2 separate regions of the Mus musculus genome follow, and region 2 is linked to region 1. A link is a contact called in public HiChIP or PLAC-seq data. All regions are on one chromosome and are shown on one strand. Each heading gives the region's core, a stretch centred on a gene start, on an enhancer-like site or on the middle of the called end of the contact. The rest is flanking DNA. Distances are from core to core; before and after follow the strand shown. Region 1 overlaps Gm30337 (a long non-coding RNA gene). Region 2 has its middle 210 kb from the start of BC006965.

Evidence for each region. HiChIP or PLAC-seq counts read pairs in DNA pulled down with a chosen protein or histone mark.
Region 2: an H3K27ac HiChIP or PLAC-seq map of stem cell-derived neural progenitor cells shows a contact between it and region 1, with 6 times the contacts expected there. The contact joins two enhancer-like sites. A contact is called at or near these places in 1 of 115 datasets of contacts at active chromatin or transcription factors (stem cell-derived neural progenitor cells) and 1 of 9 other capture datasets (embryonic trunk).

Annotation. Positions count from the first base shown.
Region 1 is chr11:111,816,269-111,820,543 of GRCm38.p6, forward strand. The region is part of intron 1 of Gm30337 (a long non-coding RNA gene); the gene reads left to right. Among named protein-coding and RNA genes, the nearest start is that of Gm30337, 16 kb to the left of the region's middle. Within about 2 kb of position 2,468, at least 82 of the 459 cell types and tissues checked have an H3K27ac peak or open chromatin away from gene starts, as enhancers often do. A contact at or near this core is called in stem cell-derived neural progenitor cells, where this site is marked.
Region 2 is chr11:112,498,711-112,503,320 of GRCm38.p6, forward strand. No RefSeq gene overlaps it. Among named protein-coding and RNA genes, the nearest start is that of BC006965, 210 kb to the right of the region's middle. Within about 2 kb of position 3,306, at least 61 of the 459 cell types and tissues checked have an H3K27ac peak or open chromatin away from gene starts, as enhancers often do. A contact at or near this core is called in stem cell-derived neural progenitor cells, where this site is marked.

The sequences.
Region 1 (4,275 bases), core at 1,218-3,717:
ATAAAATTAAATTCACCCATCCAAAGAAAAAAGAAAAAGTGTTGCTACCGTCTCTGACCAGCAGAAAAGAAGCGACAAAACCCGATGTCCTTCTCAAGGCAGTTTATTCAGGAACTTCACAAATGTGTAGAAAAAGAATCCCCGACCTCTCTCCGCCATCCCCCTTTATCCCCTCCAGTCCACCCCCCCCCCCTCACCCCAGTCCACGTAGGCACAGTTCATTGGCTCAGGACTGCATTTGTCACATCATCTGATCTTACGTCGTGGTGCATCTGCGCAATGCAGCTCAAGGTACGTGACTATCTTGAAGGATATGAGGAAGTCAGACTTGGCAGCAGTCCCGGGCGCCATGTTGGGGCCGCGGCCACACCTGCTCCTCACAGAAAAGAAATACGTCGTTATAGAAAAGCCCTTCGACAGTTCTAATATAAATACTAGAAGCTTTTGTAACATATGACAAAATAACATAATAAGTTCAGAGGCAGCTTACCAGATGCATGATATCGAAATATGTCAAAAACAAAAAAGCCACACCCTTAGTAGGATGTGTAAGCAACCACTAGTTGCTAAACAATTAAATAACAAATAATGAAGCGTTCTTCAAATAAGTGATGGGCCATGTGACTAGAACCCTGGCCTGCTTTACCCTAGTTACGGCATGAAGCAGGTTGTTATCAGAGGTAGAGAGGAGAGCTGCAAAGTTTAGAGATGCTCAAGTAATTCAAGTCACAAGGTCAACTCTAAAATTGGAACATGAGTCAGGCTAAACTAAATCATCTTAGCTATTCAGTCACAAAGGTAAGACCTTACTCTTCACCATAAAGACTTAGTCAACCATTCAAACTGGGCATGGGGAGTCTGGGAAGATGGGTCGGTGGTTAAGGACACTTGCTATTCTTGCAGAGGACTGGGGGTTGGATGCATAGCTCACATATCTGACTACTTACAACCCCCTAGGACTCTAGCTCCAGGCAATGAGATGGCCTCTGACCTCTGGGGGGGCCACCTGCACTCTCATGCGCATGAGAACACAGAGACATACATAAAAATTAAAATGAATCTTTTGAGAGACACAGACACAGAGAGAGACAGAGAGGGAAGTGGGGGTGGGGGAGAGAGGGGGGTCTTAAAATGTGGCTTCTTTTAGATCTGGAAAATGGCAAAATGAAGAGCCTACTCCCTCCTTAACCTACCTGTTATCCTGTGGAAGGCAAATACACTCATTGTTTTGGAGGTACCCTCTTTAAACCTGAAGGAAACAAAGCAGCCAGATCGTGAAGACCCAGGACATACAGGACACAGAGGGTCTAACCACTAAGATCTCAGAGCCTCCCTCCCAGGTTATTAATATTGCAAGGTACTCTTCACTCTCCACACCTCCTCCTCGTGCCTGATCACAAGAAAACCACGAATTTTCCCCCCTTTTCTTTGGGTCTTTTTTTTTTTTTTCTGAAAATTTCTGTCACATAAAAAATCCTATATTTAATATTTGCTTTCTTTTCTCTTGCTCCTCTGTATTTCCTGGTAAGGCTCACAGTCAGGTAGGTACCTTGCAAAGGGTAAGTAAGAAAAGAACACTTTTATTCCCTACAAATCAGTCTTCAGAATTCAATGAACTGCTTAAAATTTTGTTGTCTAGCGAAGAATTGACAAACACACGAACAATGGCAGCTTCCTGATTCTTTTAAAAATTGCTTTCATCATTTTACTATTCTTTTCTCTTTCCCCAGTATTCTAAAAGTCTGGAATTTAACCTTACGTGGAAAAAAAAAATCTCTTACTGATGAAAAGGGTCTCAGGAAAAAAACTAAAAATCACAGTTACTTTTCCCTCCAGTATTAAGAGCCAAACTGGAACATTTCCTTTTCAGTTTGTTAAGAGGAAGGCGACGGGTGTGGGTGATTACCCACGGGACGCCTCTGAGACAACATCATTTGCATATCTTAACAGCCTCCCACGGAGCCCTGCGAGCCGAGAAGAGTTGAGGGATATAGAGTTCCTTTAGAGGAGCATAACCAGCGGAAATTACCACTGATGTTAATTTGAAACAGAAAGAGATAGCCACACTGCTGGGCCTTGAGCTGGGGCACAAAGAGGGCCTTCTCTTGTTCACAAGGTGCTGACAGTGAGGGTGAGCGCCCATCCTGTGCAGCTGATGTCAGGAAGGACACAGCCTTAAATCTCAACACCTGGACAGAGCCTGGGAGACTCTGAAAGAAACCGACACAGATGGTTTCTCACACTGCCACAGCAAAGAAAAAAAAAATCCCCCAAAGCAACTGCAGCTGGTTCATTTAGACACCAAGTTTTAAAAGGGAAAGAAAAAAAAAATCTTTTCTTTGACTTAAAGAAAAAAAAAAAACTCATTAATCAGTACGAACAAATTAAGCTGATTAATAAAGTCTTTCTGATGCCCCCTTGTTGGATATATTTGTGTCACTGTTCTAGCTATGACCTCGGAAGCTTTGTGTTGCCCAGAGTAACCATGAGATACATCAACCCACTTTTGCTCCCAATACTATTAGAAAGAAGAAGAGAGGTTAAAAAAAATCATTCCACTGCTTCGCAGAATTTTACTCCGTTTGTTGTCTCTCCTAAAATTATCCTGTCCCCAGCCCCTGTGTGACCTGGCATAGAATACACTGGAAATTTTGCAAATACATATTTAAGACTTATATAAGTCACATGACTGTGACTGTCCCCGTCAGCCTGCTTGTTTTGTAAAATACTCAGGTTCTGTGCATCTGCCCAACTGGGCATTTGATGTCTGAAATGTATACAGACTGAAATTGTTGTGTTTTATAAAAAAGAGAAGAGGACACGATGTGTTTTGGTAGACGTGCCCCATGGGTCCTCTGAGTCATCCCTTCCCCTGGAGGTACCAGGGGTATATAGGATGGATATAATATGAAATAGAGTTTATTTAGGGCATGGGAAGGGGAGTTGGGAAGGGAGTAGAGACAGAAAGAGAGAGAAGAAGGGAGGGAAGGAGGGAGGGAGGGAGGGAGGGAGGGAGGGAGGGAGGGAGGGAGGGAGAGAGGAGAGCACAGAGAACAGAGAAGAGAAAAAACAAGAAAAGAGAGAAGAGAGGCAGGCCAGGAACACATGGAAGGGAGATGGGGAGAGAGGGAGAGAGAGTAAGAGGGATAAGAGAATATGAAAGAGAGGAGGGGGCAAGCAGCCCCTTTTATAGTGAGTCAGGAATACCTGGCTGTTGCCAGGTAACTGTGGGGTGGAGCCTAGAAGGAATGCTAACAGAATCATTGGCCTAAGGGAACAGCAAAGCATTCTTCTCAAAGAACAACAAGGCACATCAAAAGGAGGCTGGACTAGAAAGAAAGGTCTCTATTTCCTATAGAATCCAAAGAGCACTGACAGTCTGCAGACATAGAGCAGTGAGCATAAAGGCGTGGTATAAATGCCCTCTGCCTAAGTGTACAAAGAGACTTTTGCAAAGTAATGTATTGCAAATGTAGGGTCAGGGTCATGGTCAGATATACTGACTTGGCAGGAAGGTTAAATCTCTCTCTCTCTCTCTCTCTCTCTCTCTCTCTCTGTGTGTGTGTGTGTGTGTGCTTGTGTACATGTTATGTGTGTGTGTGTGTGACGCATGTTATATGTATGTGTAATGCATGTAAATACAGTATATGAGCATGTGGTTGTGTGTGTGCAGGTGTGCAGGGCCATGCATGTGTGCATAAGTCAGATAAAGACTGTTTTGTTCTGCCATGCTAGGTCTTATTTTAGACATCATTATCATCATCCATGAACCTGGAGCTGACTCCTTTTCCTCTAAGCTTCTGGGGAAGGGGGAGGTATTTTGCTATTTCCTTCTATGTATGACCCTGAAATATTTTTACGCAAGTGAGTCCGTACCAGATAAAGAATGAAATAGCAATACAAGTGAGGGTAAACAGACAGCCCGGGAAGGTTCTAGAACATGTGTGCAACTTGATATTTTTAATTTATTAATTATGACAATAGAGTTTCAGGAAATGAAACCAAGAAAATAATTAAAAGTTAGAAAATGGTGCTACTAGGCTATCTTTGGGGTGTGAATACCTGGCCCCATCTCTTTCCCTAGAGCCTACGCTTAGACTTGAGCATAAAACAAAGACAATAACATTTAATTACTAGGCTAAAGGAAAATCCAAAACACTGAAAAAACAGAAGTTCACAAAAGAAAGCTTCGTTTACAAGTAGAGTGGAAGCTGACCGACCTCTGTTTCCCTGGCTCCCGGGACCTCAACAGCTTTCAAATTGCTTAAATAGTTA
Region 2 (4,610 bases), core at 2,056-4,555, 680 kb after region 1:
AACCTCTGAGGGCATGCCTTTGTGATGTAAATGACATCATGATAACAACTAATGGAAAATTCATTCACTCAACACACATGAAAGAAAATGCTACCATGTGAATGGCATTGTATGCACCATAAGTACACAAGCATATTCTATTGCATGTGGTTCCAAACAGTATTGCCCTTTACTCCTGAATGAACCACTCAGACTCTAGTAAGGAATTTATGGCCACAAAGAAAAACATCAGAGGGGATAGGGACTCCAGAAGAAAACCAACAGAGCCAACTATCCTGGACTCTTGGGGGTTCCTAGAGACTGAAACACCAACCAAAGAGCATATATGCACTGGACCTAGACCCCCTGCATATATGTAACAGATATGCATCTTGGTCTTCATGGGGGTCCCTCAACCACTGGAGCAGGGGCCTGTCTCTAGATCTGTTGCCTTCCTGTGGATCCTGTTCCCCTAACTGGGCTGCTTTGTCTGACCTCTGTGGGAGAGGATGTGCCTAGTCCTGTAGTGATTTGATGTGTCAGGGTAGGTTGGTACCCTGCTGGGACCTCCCCTACTCAGAGGAGAAGGGGAAGGAGAGAGGCTATCTGAGGGGCAACTAGGAGGAGATAGTGGGGACAAGATCAGGATGTAAAGTGAATAAATAAATTAATTGGAAAAGGCGCATTCAGTGTACTTTGAGCAAAGACCAAACAATGTTCTACTACGAAGGTCTGGAGCTATTGTTGAATTTATGTGATGATTTATAAGACGTCACTGTTTTATGTTTAACCCACTAACCAAATGATCTCATGTTAACATTCTGGCATGCAAAACATTATCAAAAAATTAGAGAACACCTTACTTATAAATTGGACTCTTCTAAGAGTGGACAATTCTGGAGCTCTGTAAATGGTTCCGCGAGTTAAATGTTTACTGTAGGAGCATGCCATCCTGAGTTCACATTGCCCAACATCCACACAAAAGGCTAGACATGGTGGCATACTCTGTGATCCCAACACCTGGGAAGCAGAACCAGGCAGACCACAGGGGTTCACTATATTTAAACACTTGGTCTCCAATTGGTAGCACTATTTGGAGAGGTTTGGGAGGTGTGGTCTTGTTGGAGGAAGTATGTCACTGGGTGGGCTTTGAGTGTATAGCTTTACCCTATTCTATTTTCCAGTTCTCTCTCCCTCTTCCTCTCCTTCTCCCTCCCTCATCTTTCTCCCTCTCCCTTCCTCTCTCCCTTCTTCTCCCCCTCTCCTTTCCCCTCTCCCTCTCTCTGCTTTGTATTTGATTTGTATTTGAAGCTCTCAGCTTCCTCTCTTGCCACCCAGCCTGCTGCTCACTGTCCTGCTTCCTGCTGTGACAGACTCTTGCTTCTCTGGAACCATAAGCCAAAATAAATTCTTCCTTACATTGCACTTAGTCATGGTGTTTTATCATGGCGATGGGAAATGAAACCAAAAGAATCATCCTAAAAGTGATTTTGTACTGTTGATTTTTAAAACTTTGCTCTTTTATTAAAGAACATTGGAAAGTATTTTAGGACTGCTCATATTTGACCATAATTATGGGAAGCTGTTTAGGTTGAGTGTGAAGCAGACTCTGTTAGTTTATATATAGAACACTTGGTCCCCAACTGGTGGCACTGCTTGGGGAACTTGTGGCACCTGTAGATGGTAGAACTTCATTAGAAGTGAGTCTTGGATGGGAAGAAGGAAGGGTTACAGAATGGACTACCCTCCACGTCTTTGTTCAGATGTTAAACAGTCACCCTGATGATTCCTGCCTCTAAGGATAAACCCCAGACATCATGTCTTCCTACCAAGAAATGAGTACAGTTCAAATTAGATCTTCTTCCACTACAGTGTTATGTCATCCCAGCAATGACATAAGCAATTAATATGGAAGCCTAGTGAGAAGGGGGACGCTGTGATGTAAGGCAACGGCATACCTGTGGTATTCAGAAAACACATAAAGAAAACAAAGGGCCCCTCAACACTGGCCTTGCAAACTGATTCCCCTAGAACAATATTGAGCTGTGATCTCTGACTCTCTAAACTGCACACCTGACGGTTACAGCCGTGCTAAGAATTCCTTTCTGGGAACACCATCTTCTATCAAAAACTTCAGAAGTTATCTGTAACTTCCTTGAGAGTCAAGTCATAAAGAGTACACATGGCAGACCACAGGGCAGGTGCTGCTGGGAAAGGAAGAAGTCAGAGACCGGAGTCCCACTCTCAGAGTAGCTGGCTCTTCCACCCTGCCCTTCTGCCCTGCTATACATACCCACCCAAGCTAGCACCACACTCAGTCCAATCAGAATGTGGCTGCCCCCTGCGAGCCCCACTAAGCTGTAACCACACTGGAGAGACTCCTGCTTAGAATGATGAACCTTTCTAGACCCCTTAGATCAACAGCACACTCATAGGCTGGAGTGAGAATGGGGGCCCAGCTAATGCTGACTTCCTCAGTTGTAGCTGTCCACAGAACTCAGGAGAAGGAAAGGACATCGAGGGCAGTGAATCAAAAGGTCCAAACTCAGTTTTCAGGCTATTGCTCAGTGGCTGAGTTCACACCTAACATAAGCAAATCCCTAGATTTAATCCCCAAGGAGACCACCATCACCAAAACAAAACAGCAAGAACATCACATCCAAAGGCAAGTTAGCCTGCTAGACTATCAACTCCATGCCTCCTTTCTGTGGTAGTCAGATGGGAAACTATTAGAAACTAAGCCAGTCGCTACTGATTATAATTTTAACGACCACTGAGAAAAAAAAAATAACTCAAAAGATGATCACGGGTTTTTTTTATTGGTATCAATAGGATCAGAAACTATTTAAAGAAATAAAAACAACACTGCCAATAAAGTCCTAACCAGGGTTCTAGAATGCTTGGAAAGACTTTTATCAGGAACCTTGAGGAATGGTTGGAGCTCAGGAGTGGGGCAAAGAAATCACAGACTCTGGGGTTTGTTTCTTTTCAAAAACAAAAAACAAAAAGAAAGAAACTAACAAACCAGGACATTGGTGATGCAGAGCTGTAATACCCTGCAATATTCTATTTTCAAAACAAGACCGAATCAACTCCAGCTCCCTAAGGGAATCTCTACTTCCCATCCTTGGGGCTGCCTCAGGAGGCCTGGCATTTCCTCCTTAGGGGGAAGAGCAGGCTATACAACAATCGAGCTGTGGCTGGGAGCGGAGAGTGCCGGTTAATTAAGGCTGGATCTTTTATTCTCCCAGCAATTCAGCTCAGCTTGAATGAGCCCCAGAGCCCAGTCTGTGGTGGGAATAGCTCTCTGGGCAGTGAGAGAATCCAGGCTCTGGGGCTGACTCATCAACATGACAATAGCCCCCAGGATGCACTTGGTCTGATGTAAGGACAAGGGTTAGGGAGGAGGGGATGAAAGCCTGCAAGCCCAGAGTGCCCACCGCTGACTGAGGCTACTCTGGTGCACGGAATTTCTTCCCTCTTTCTTTCTTTTATAAGAGATGTTTGCTAATTGGTAGAGCTCAGAAAACAATATACCATTAAGAATCTCTTTCCTTCTTCCCCCTCATCTCCTCCCTCCCTTTTTAAAACTCCCCTCCCTTCCCCCACAACCTACTTTTGTTCCAGGGGTTTGGATGAAGTCTTTTTGTTTTGTTTTTTTCTCTTTAGCATGAAACTTACAAGCAGAAAGTAAATAAAGAAGAGTGTGACAGTTGGATTTTTCTGTCTAAGGGTTTTCAAAACTTATATTCCCTTTTAAGAATCTTGGTCCTGCTACATCTAATTCATAGGGTCACCTTACATGCAGACCCCGAAACAAAAGTGCATGGGATGCACTGATAGGAAACGTTTTGGAGAAGTGAATCCTGGAAATTAGTCTGATCTGGTCATTTTTCCCTTCCTCATTTATTTTTTTAAATCACAAGAACCTATTTAAAGTGAGAGCAATAGATTCATTTCAGTTAATGGGATATTGATCAAATTGGAAACCCAGAGAGGTAATTCTGATTGAGTCCAGGGATAAATGGGTGCTGGCAGGCTTTGCCAGCACCCCAGAAAGTGATGGGGGAAACCTTGTCCTCTCCTACCCTGCCTATGTCCCAATTTGTTCATCTGCCCAAGGATAGGAAGGAACAGAGAGACTTTGAGGTGGATCATAATTTTAATAATTCTATGACAGCACAAGATGCCTGTCTTCTACCTTTAAAATGTAATGTTTAAATGTAATGTTTTAGAGCGATAGTTCTCAACCTACCTTAATGCTACAACCCTTTAATACAGTTCCTCATGCTATAACGACCCTCCCAGATTATTTTCTTGCTACTTCATAATATAACTTTGCTACTGTTGTGAATTATAATAATATCTGAAATGCAGGGTATCTGAAATGTGCCCCCGCCCCCGAAGGGGTCACAACCCACAGGTTGAGAATCGATGCTCTAGAGGAAGAATTCTGAATGATTTTCCTCAGTGATATATGTACTGAACCACAGCTCCAAACACACGGGCTACCACTGGCTCATACACACTGCATCCTAAGAGTCTCTGGAGGGGCACACCACAAACACACACACACACACACACACACACACACACACACACACACACAGGATCTGGAGGAGGAAGGGGAG